2 separate regions of the Hordeum vulgare genome follow, and region 2 is linked to region 1. The links are chromatin contacts, called in public Hi-C maps. All regions are on one chromosome and are shown on one strand. The core of a region is the stretch at or near the end of the contact, and the rest is flanking DNA. Distances in the headings are between cores, read along the strand shown.

What was found. A called contact is a pair of places that touch in the nucleus more often than the background predicts.
Region 2: a Hi-C map of seedling shows a contact between it and region 1, with 3 times the contacts expected there. The contact joins the promoter of LOC123396083 here to the promoter of LOC123398083 in region 1. A contact is called at or near these places in 4 of 6 Hi-C or Micro-C datasets (leaf and seedling) and 1 of 1 datasets of contacts at active chromatin or transcription factors (embryo).

What each region holds. Positions count from the first base shown.
Region 1 is chr5H:357,600,743-357,606,332 of MorexV3_pseudomolecules_assembly, forward strand. LOC123398083 (histone-lysine N-methyltransferase TRX1-like) reads right to left here and starts at 2,459. Exons shown (of 26, transcript XR_006610068.1): 1 at 1,648-2,459; 2 at 1,481-1,532; 3 at 1,312-1,386; 4 at 897-1,110; 5 at 209-332; 6 at 24-128.
Region 2 is chr5H:357,744,899-357,750,488 of MorexV3_pseudomolecules_assembly, forward strand. LOC123396083 reads left to right here and starts at 3,308. Exons shown (of 2, transcript XM_045091119.1): 1 at 3,308-5,209. The coding sequence starts at 3,432. The coding sequence ends at 5,186.

The sequences.
Region 1 (5,590 bases), core at 1,209-3,708:
TAAAAGAGGTTCTGGACTCATACTCCTTGGCTTCTTCTAAGCCTCGGGAGAAGCGTGTTTGCTTGCATTTGAGATGCAAGGAAGAAAGAAGGCCACTCAGAAAGGGCACCGCCTGCTTCGACTTAATCCTGAGGTAGGAACACAACTTTAGTGTACTGCTTTGAAAGAAAAAGAAAAAATATGCTATAATCTTTTCACAGAACCAAACCTTGCAAAATCATGGGTGCCAAAGAATTGAACAAGTATTGATTGATCTAACCGAATTGGCTTCAGGGCCCGGCTAGAAGGAACATTTGACTCGTCCACTATAACAGCTGGCCACATTGCATGACCTGTTGAGGCCAAGCACACCAGGCTCATTACATAAAAACAAATTTCAAGTCACTGAAAAAAGTGAGAAGCCTACAGGTAAAAGGAAGCAGTGAAAGATGGCAAATCAACCACATAACTGAATGAAACCATTTAACAGAAAGGGAAATCCATGTCACTTGTTTACTTTAGGAATGTATAGGAATGCAGAGGAAAATAGGACTCAATTATCAAATAACAAGTTAATGCCTGGTAACTGAGCAGATGATAATGAAAATGTCAAATAATAAATCAATACTGGAGTTAACATTAGAAAGCATTTTCTGAAAAAGAGACGGTTAACCATCTAACACATGTGATGAGCACGAGAAATCAAATGAACTTGTAAGTTCATGCAAAACTACCATAAACACTAGAATAAATAAAGTGTCACACGGTAAAAGTTCAAAGTAATCTGGACCATGAGACTTCAAACAATGCAATAAAACTTGTGATGATTGACAGAATAAACAGAAAGGGCCACTGGCACCTAATCGCAGTTAATGGCTGGAAGCATTGGCAATCAAAAGAAAAAGACATAAGAGTACCTGTTATTTTAGCCCACACTAGATCATCTGGATCAAGACCTTGGTAGTCATGAAAGCTGACAGCAAGTGCAAGCAGCTCATCGTATCCCTGCTTATCCAGGTTAGATGTTCCAAATTTCAGGTTCAGACACTTCATTTCCTCAGATGAAATGGAAAATTGTATCCTTTCATTAGCTAGGGTAAGGTCTTCTGCTTCACCATCATCATACTTCACCTGCAGTTCGTTTAGCTTTAGATATCAACTACACGACATTTCACATGGCACTCTTCATAGTGCAGACTGAATGGTACATAACAAGTCTTTTAATGAGGAAAATGCAGAAAAGATTATCAAATTCAACTGTGGATAATCCACTCAGGCACATCAATTTTTCATGAATAAGAAAAATAAGAACAAGGGATGTAGAAAGCATACAGAATGCTTCTTGGTTAGTTCTGTGTAGGCCGTGATGGAACCCTTGTACCAATCATCATCTAGGGGCCAGAAAACCTGCATTCACCATCAAAATTCACGCCCTGGTTTTGCTGCATTCCATAGTAATGGAATAACCAGATGCTCCAAAAAGACGTGGTCGAGAGCTTACCTTGCACACTAATCCGACGAACGCCTGGGGATCCACACCCTGAATTTCCAACCTGCGACAAAGCCAGCGTCAAAATTACACAGAAAACAAGTACCCTCGCTGTCCGTTCCTTGTTGCTGAAGCCGTGAGGAGAATTTCATTGTGAAGCAAGCACAGATCCAACTTACTCTACCCATCTCCTCTCGGACGGAGAGGCGGCCTCCAGCTGGCTGCTGCGGCGCCGTCGCCTCCGGGGCGCCGAAGTGCTCTCCTTCTCCAGTCCCCCTCTGCGCCTCGGCTGCCGTCGCCGCAGCAGCTCCTCCCCGTCTCCATCCGAGCCCAATGCAGGCGGGGCGGACCCGAGGCTGAGCAGCTCGTGCTTGAGCGGGCGCTTCCGCCGCGAGCCCCTGCCCAGCGCCCCCTCCTCCGGCTGCCGCGGCGCCGTCGCGGGCGAGGACGGGCGTGGCTCCTCGAGCCGCGGCTTCTTGCGGCGACGGCGGTAGTAGACGATCACGGGCGGCTTGCCGCCCGCGGCAGCGGAGGCGGAGCTGCGGGGCTTCTTGGGGGGCGGGCAGGGGGCGGTGGATGAGTAGACGCGGCCGAGGGGGAGGTAGCGCATGGGGTGGTCCCCGTCCTCCCCCTCGTCCTGGTGCACGAAGCTCCCCTCCACGGCGATCACCATGGCCGGCGGGTAGGGTTTCGGGTGCCGCTCATCCAGCGCTGCGAGCCCTAGGGCTTTCGGGGATTTGGGGATTGCAGGGGGGTTCAGTGAGGGAGGGAGGCTCCCGTTTGGGGGGTCGCGAAATCTTTTGGGGGGGCTCAGCGCGGGAGCAAGCATCGCCTCCGCGCCTCTCTCCCCCTCTCTCACCGCGGAGCTGGATGAGGATTTCCCGATTTCTTTTCTCCACGGCCTCCCTCCCTCCTCCGCTCCGCTGGCTGGCTGCTGCGCCTGCGCTGCTGTCGTCTCCCGTTGCCACTGCCAGTGTGGCATTGCCCGTTTGCTGGTCTTCTCGCCATCATACCATGGGGTCTTCTTTTCTTCCCCCTCAGAGTTCCAATTCGGCTTCAAGTTAGTACATACATACATGTGGTGATAAGAATATGAATCCCGATACAATAAGATTTCTAAACGGATTTTATACTTGCATTGGGGTTTATATCAAAGTTCATGGTAACCGGCTTATATAGAACATTCAAATATGGAAGAAAAAAAATAGCAAATCGGTCGATTTGAAACGAACGGCTCGGCCTGCTGAATCTACAACGAGCGGCTAGATCATCATCTTCTTCCTCCAACCGTTTTTTTCCCGCGCTCCTCATCTTCTTCATCTCCTACAAAGATTTCTTTGCTTCGCACCCCCTCCCGCCCTTTTCCTCGTCTTGGGTTCCCGTCTAAGCCGACTCATGCTTGGTACAATTCGAGCGGTGGACGGAGCTAAAAGGCCTTCACATGCACATGTCTAACCTCCGGCTCGCCTCCGCTTGCAACGCATGGACAACCACGACGGCGACGGCGGGGGCTCACTCCTATGGAGGCTTCGACGGGGACGCCTTGAGCGGTTGCGTCATCCCTGGCTCGCCCTCAGATGTTGCCTCTCCTTCCTACAAGAACAGACTAACGCGATTAGGGTCCCCACACAATTGTTGAATAGCAAAATAGCTAATTCTTTAGTGTTTAGCATTTGAACTGAGAAACAAATATATCAAATTGGTAAGAGTACTTGAGTTCATGCCAAGAAAAAAATCCTTTCTTTCCTTGCCTATGAAAGGTCAACGGATAGAGAAATTCATCTTCATTGTGGGCTGAGTCAAAGTGCATGTGCATCGCTCTTTTGACAGTTTGTTGTATTCGTCTTCATCCAGATTTGTTCTTATGTTCACAATGAAGATATAATCGCACACGCTAATTTCTCGCCTCTATCACCGAGAATTGAAGCTCTACAGGGTCGTTGCTCAGTCAAAAACATTTTCGATCCTTATTGTTGCCTCCAAAAGAAAGAACGGTGACAGTGTCGAAAGCATGCGGTGGAAACATGCAATTTCAAATTTGTCGGCGAAAACGAAAAGAATGTGAGAAAGACGAACAACTGCGTGCAGCGGCAATGAAAGGGCATGGAGAGATGTATTTTGACCTTCTACACACCTTGCAAGACATATCTTCGTGCATGCATGGATTCTATGGAACACGCCAATATCAAGCTAACCTTCTAGTTTAGTAATGTCCGGATATTGGAAATTAATATAGATTGAGTGTGTACATCATATCTCTAAACATGTTACTCATGCAAAATAGGGCCATATAGCCAACTTAGGCGTCCAACTTGCACAATCCTATTGGAAATTTATGTATAGTGTAGTGTCTATCATGTTTATAAAAAAAATTATGTGTGATCAATTACGATTACAAACTCATCCAGCCCTTAAGGTGTGTGGACTCGTGATGTTACTTTGGTGTTGATGATAACACGGTTAGTGAGGATTGATGATAACAAGGTGTCTGGACTCAGTGATTGTCCACACAGATTATTGACCTCGTATCTCAAACAGAAAAAGGGCATTGGTTTTTCTGTTCTATTTGAGTCATAGGACAACCACACTATTAAGAGGGGCCAAGGTGTTTAAGGAAGTTGGGAGACATACCTACCATACACATACATTCTCTCTACTATGCCAAATCATTCAATGGGTAAAACCCACAAGCAAATATAAGTTGTGATGGGGCCCCTATGTCCCCGGGGACCACGGGTCGGGTCAGTGGAGTCCTTGCCATTCTACTTTTGGACACCACGGGTCCCCAAACTCGCGGACCTCTAGGAACCTGGAGCCCCTAACCCCTTAGCGGCAAGTCCCTTTGTATGGCTTAGGTCTTCGGGGTCATGTACCTCCGTGAAAGTGCATTCATAAATGACGTCGTGTGATTGAAAAGGCATTTCCTGCCTTAAGTGTTTTGGAGTTGATGAAAACATAATTTGCAGACTAAACGTGTGCTTAAGCTACATGTGCATATTTGTATGGCACAACACGGTTGGGCACTCATCTAAAGGAAAAGGGTGGAGAAGACATTTCCTACATGTTTTTCTTTCGCCTTAGGAATTCCGTACTATTAAGAGGGACTCTGCATCGGAAGGTTTGGATGTAATCTATAACGCGCACATACATACAACACCCAGATCTTCCTTCCATTACGAGGAGAGAACAAATTTCTAACGAGTCAGGAAAAAACACTCGAATGGTTGTACCGCGGTGGATAGCGGTTGTACGCTTTCTTGTGGACATGATAGGATATGTCATGCGATTGTATCGGGCACATGGGCGGTTATACCACTACCTTCCATGGTGCGGTATTGTCGGCCCATGTACCGGGCCAACTACCGCCCGAGGGGCTATCCCTTCAGGTTTGGCACTGGAGCAGTGTAACACCCCAAAAAATTCCATATTTTTACTAATTATTTTTTTCCAGGAATATTAATTTTTATTTTCTAGATCCTGTGTTGGTTTCAAAACCATTTTTTTTCTTTAGATTCTATTTTTTTTCTCCAAGTAGAAACTTTTGAAAAATATTGTGGGACTTGAATGTTTGGTTAAAAAGCATTTATTCTCATTTCATAATTCAGCGAGAAACATTTTTATAATAAAGCTTGCCAAATTTAATTTTTTTAATGGCCTTTTTCATTATTTAAAGGACCTCTATTGCACTGAAAACATTTTAAATATTCATTTAAAAATTCCACGAATTTTTGGGGATGTCATGTGATGCCTATGGATCACTTTTATGCAAAAACACAACTTGGTATTTTGAAAATTTTGAGCAAACCATCCTCATTTCTATTATGATCCAATTTAGTAGTTTGAATTGCAACCCTATTTTATTTTGCTCTAATGACCATGAGATTTTTCATGCTTGTAGTACACCCTATCAAACCCTTAAGTCTAGGAGTTTAGCCCCATTGGAATATTTAAGCCCATGTAATTATCGAGTGCGGTTTTTTTTCCATAAATGATTTTCACAAAACTTGCATTATAGAGTTTTCTATTTTGCCAAACCAACTAGACCATCATCATTAGCATCTGAAGAGACCTCGCTTTGGAGAACTTGGTTGCAAGAAAAGTTTTCTAGATGCCCCTGGCATT
Region 2 (5,590 bases), core at 2,058-4,557, 150 kb after region 1:
CTCGATTCGTACCAACCCAACAGACACTTTCAGAGGTACCCGTAGTGCACCTTTATAGTCACCCAGTTACGTTGTGACGTTTGATACATCCAAAGCGCTCCTACGATATCCGGGAGTTGCACAATCTCACGGTCGAAGGAAAAGACACTTGACATTAGAAAAGCTTTAGCATACGAACAATACGATCTAGTGCTATGCTTAGGATTGGGTCTTGTCCATCAAATCATTCTCCCAATGATGTGATCCCGTTATCAATGACATCTAATGCCCATGATCAGGAAACCATGATCATCTATTGACCAACGAGCTAGCCAACTAGAGGCTTGCTAGGGACACATCGTGATCTATTTATTCACACATGTATTACTGTTTCCTGTTAATACAATTATAGCATGAACAATAGACGATTATCATGAACAAGGAAATATGATAATAACCATTTTATTATTGCCTCTAGGGCATATTTCCAACATATAATTGCATAGGAAGTATCGAAAATTGGTAATATAATAGCATCGAACAATAAAAAATTATAGATATATTGGAGACGTATCAAACACAACAGTGGTTATGTGAGGTAGTGGGTGGAGCCGGAGTGCGGGGCGTGCCTCGCATGGAGAGGGAGATAGAGAGAGCGCGCACGAGTGGGTGGGCGGCTGGCCTCACCCATTTTTTGTTTTTCTATTCTGCTCTGTGTTTTGAATTTTGATTTTGAATTTTCTTCAAAGAGGAATCCGTCCCTAAAATCATTTGGGCATATTTCTAACTACGTGAACTTTTTCTCAATGTATCTTGACAAACTATTTTTGTCATGAACTAATGGGCCTATTTACACGGTTATATATTTTATTTTCTATTTTTTTATTTTTAGCCAAGTTTTGTTCATACTTTAATTGCCCTAATTAAACTATTTTCAACCATGGTCCACAAAAACAAAACATGCAAATATTAATCTTAGGAAATTACTTTCCCGCCCTTATGCATTTTTAGAAAAAAAACATTTTGGGTTAAACTTTCATGGCCTTCAAATAAACGCAAAATTCAATTTGAATTCAAGTGTTGGTCATGTTAGTTTGAGAAACCAAATATGCAATGTAAATAATGAATTCATATGCCTCTAGGTTCTCATTTAAAAAAAATTTGGGTTGTGACACACTACCCCTTTAAGATGACTATTGTCCCCGAGATTCAGTGTGGCTAGCAAATAGGTGCGGATGGTTCTGCCAATGTCCATCGTCGCGTTCCCACGTAGCTTCTTATTCCGTGGGGTGATCCCACAATACCTTGTAGAATTTAATGGTCTTGGTTGGGGTGTTTCTCTTGTCAGTTTCCAAGATCCCGACGGGTCTCTCCTCGTAGGTGAGGTCATCTCCTGGTTGAACTTCCGTCAAGGTTACATGTGTGCATCGTGGAAGGATGGCATTTATTGAGTTGGGAAACATGTAACATGTCATGTACTGCTGACAACTCTGTTGGAAATTCCAGTCGGTATGCTACCTCACCGCTTCGGGCGAGTATTTTGCAAGGCACAACAAATGTACCTCAACACTTTCTTCCTATTAGCATCGACGCTACTGTTATGTCTATACTATACAATCTTGAGGCGGTCTCTAATCCGCCTCACTTTTCCCTTAGTTTCTTGAATGGTAACAGGTCGAAACAAACCCCTCTCACCCACTCCATTCCAGATTAGTGGGGTTCTACATTTCCTCCCATGTAGTGTCTCGAAGGGTGCCATCTCTATGTTGCCTTGGTAGTTGTTGGTGTAAGAGAATTTCGTGTAGGGCAAGTTTTCATCCCAACTTGAGCCATAGTCTAGAGCACATGCTCCCAGTATGTCCTCAAGTACCTGGTTAACTCTATTAGTCTGACCATCAGTCTCAGGGTGGAAGGTTGTGCCGAATTCCAAATGGGTTCCTAGTGATTTGTGCAACTGTTCCCACAACCTCGAAGTGAACTAGGCTCCTCTGTTGGAGACAATCTCCCATGAAACTCCATGCTGGCTTATGATCTTCATGTATATCTTGGCCCATTTGGCACTAGTGTAGGTGGTCTTTACGGGTATAAAGTGTGCCACTTTGGTGAGGTGGTCCACGAGTACCCATATCGAGTCGCAGCATGTCTGGGTCTTAGGCAGTCCGTAATAAAATCCATTCCAGTACGATCCCATTTCCATTATGCGAGTGGCAGGGGTTGCAAAAGTCCAATGATTTTCTGTAGCTCCGCCTTAAATCTACTACATACGCGCAAAGTGCCACGTGCTCAGCTATGTCCTCTTCATTCTGGCCCACAAAAACTTCCTTTTCAAATCCATGTACATTTTGATGTTTCCCGTGTGTATGGAATAGAGTGAGTCATGTGCTTCGTGCATGATCAACTTCCTTAACTTCGGATCATTGGGTACACACACTCAATCCTGCTACCACATAACTCCTTGATCATCCTTGCAGAACCCTTCCGCCGTCGCATTTAAGGTTGTCCTGGTTTACCTCTCGATTCTTTACCTTCCGATTCTCGGTATCCCGAGCACATGAAATCACCGATAATTGACAACCCTTGCTTCTTTACCTTCCGATTCTCAATGGCCCGAGCACGAGGCTCACTATCATACTCCGGAATTAAACCGTCATACCAAGGTCCATCATCACCCGCCATCCTACAAAATAAATATAAAAGAATATCAACTAACTTGGCATAACAACATGATCTATAAAAACGCGAACAACTTCATCTAATCATATTAATTTGTTATCAACGTAATGCATTCTTTTTTTTCCATATCCACACATCATATATTTTCATAGGACATCCACACATCATCTCGACATAACGGACTTGCTTGCAACATAAATATTTGCTAGCACATACACACGTCATCTATAGATCAAACCAAATTCTCAAACAATATGTCATCATCTATAGATCAAACCAAATTCTCAAACAATATGTCATCATCTATAGATCAAACCAAATTCTCAAACAAAGAAAGGTCGAATTCAAAATTATTTAGCAAACGAGGTTAATTCGTGAATTACTTAGCCCAATAGTTGAGAACAGTAATTTTGTCCCAACCAAACACCATGCTTGCATTTCCGGCGAGAACCAACACGATGCAAAAAAAAAAAAAAAAAACGGCCAGTAGCAGCAGAAAAACAGGAAAGCTCGCCGCGTGTCCGGCGCGGCATTTTCACTGCCCCGCTGCCAAGCGACTACGGCGGGCCCTCCCTGTTTGTGTGAATAAAGCGGGGACTCGCGCGTGACACCCGGCAACGGCTGCCAGCCAGCCCCGCTTTACAGCTTTTCCTTCCAGCCGAAGCAAATCGCGTCCGTCCGTTCCGCGCCCCACCACTCCCATGTGATGTGCTGCCGCCGCTCTTTCCCTCGCTTTCCCCTCCTCCTCCTGCTCCGCTCCCACTCCCCCACCGCCGCCCATGACGCCGCCGCCCTCGCCTCCGCCTCCGCCTCCGCCGGCCGCCGCGGACGCGCTCGCCCAGATCCTGCACGCGCTGCTCCCGCCGCTCCTTCTGGCCGCGGCGTCTGCCAACGCGCTCCACTCCCGCTGGCGCGCGCTGCACGCCACGCTGCTCGCGCTCCAGTCCTCGCTCGCCTCCGCGCCCGCCCCGGCCGCCGGCCACCCGCTCTTCGCCGATCTGGTCGCCTCGCTGCTCCCCGCGCTCCGCTCCCTCCACGCATTGTCCGCGCGCTGCCAGGACCCGGCCCTCCCCGGCGGCCGCCTGCGCCTCCAGAGCGACCTCGACATCACCGCTTCCTCGCTCACGCTTCTCCTGCACGACCTCTCGCTGCTCCTCCGTTCGGGGCTCCTCTCCGTCGATTCGTCGGCGTCCTCGCCCAACGCCATTGTGCTGCAGGTGCCCGCAGCAGCTGCATCCCGCTCCGACAAATCGCTCTTCATCAGGGACGCCTTTGCGCGGCTCCAGATCGGGGGCCTCGACCTCAAGCTCAAGGCCCTCGCCTCCCTGCTGGAGTTGCTGGGCAATGACCCTGCTGCTGAGGCCGCAAACATCGTTGCCGCCGATGGCGATGTGGCTGCGCTGCTCCGCATGCTCGACGCGTCGGCCCACTCGGCGCTGAGGGACCGTGCAGCAGCGGTCGTGGCCCTCCTTGCCACTGCCTGCGGTGCATCCCGGAAAGCGGTTTTCGACGAGGGCGGCCTTGGCCCGCTGTTGCGCGTGCTTGATTCCGCCTCGGCACCGGCCACGAGGGAGCGTGCCGTTGTGGCTATTGAGGCCATCACCGCCGATGCCGGCAGCGCATGGGCTGTATCAGCATATGGAGGAGTTTCCATCTTGATTAATGCGTGCCGTCCTGGCTCTGGTTCGTTGGCTGTGCAGGCGCTCGCTGTGGCAGCTATCAAGAATGTGGTTTCGATCGACGATGTGCGCTCAGCATTGGTTGAGGAGGGTGGGTTGCCAGTTCTGGTTGATTTACTTGCCAGTGGCACCACTGACACACAGAAGAATGCTGCTCTCTGCTTGTGGTCGATCGCGTCCATGGGCGACCTTGAGACACAGCAACAGATTGTACAAGATGGTGCATTACCGCCACTATTGCAGGCTCTGCACATCACCAACGATCTGGATCTTCAGAATTCTGTCCTACGCGCTATTCACACGCTTGCAGTAGTCCCTTCTGCCGCCAGGATCCTATGTTCATCCCCGCTGTTCTTTGCACAACTTACAGACCTTATGCGACGTGGTGGTAGCATCCTGTTGCAGCAGATGGCTGCCGATATGATTGCTGACCTTGCACCTGGCGTGAGTGATGACACCAAGCGGTGCATGGCACCATGTGTCGGCACGCTGGTTAAGATGATGGAGGTAGCTAAGCCTGCATCTGTACAGGAGTCAGCTGGCCGTGCACTACTTGCTTTGATGACCTTGAAATCAAATCGCAAGGAGTTGGTCAGGGATGAGAAGAATCTGACAAGGTTAGTGCAGATGCTTAACCCCCGGAATGAGGAGATTGACAAAAAGCACCCAGTCTCAATACTGCTAGCACTTGCTATGGGTGGTGGGAATGGAACGCGACGGCGTCTTGCAGATGCTGGTGCTTGTCAGCATCTACAGAAGCTGGCTGATGCTGAGGTGCCTTGTGCAAAGAAGGCTTTGCAAAGGATATCCAGCAGCCGATTCAAAAGCTTACTTTCCAGAGGGTGGAACAACTAGTCCATCTGCTGCATTGGGGTAAGGTTGATATTTACCTTCATCTCCCTTTTTTCGTGGCGCCTCTAATTTGTTTTCTTTGTCTATCACTGAGTAAATATCAGTTAAAATGAACACTAGATCAGTAATTTTAGCTAAGTTGTTCACTGACTACATGTTGCAAATGTGAGTCGAAGCTTAGGGAAAGTTCCCTGTTATAGTCTGGTACCTGGGGCCAATACCTGGGATTCTCAGAAGTTTGTGGGATGGTCTAGTCTATACAGGAGCATTAGGCTACAATGCTCATACTGTGTTGTTTGGCTAATAACTGTTTGGTAATATTATAATTGCTTAGATTTGGAAACTAAACGCTCACATGGTTTGTGTTGCCATTGCCTTGTCATTGCTAGATGTGGGCAGTGACATGG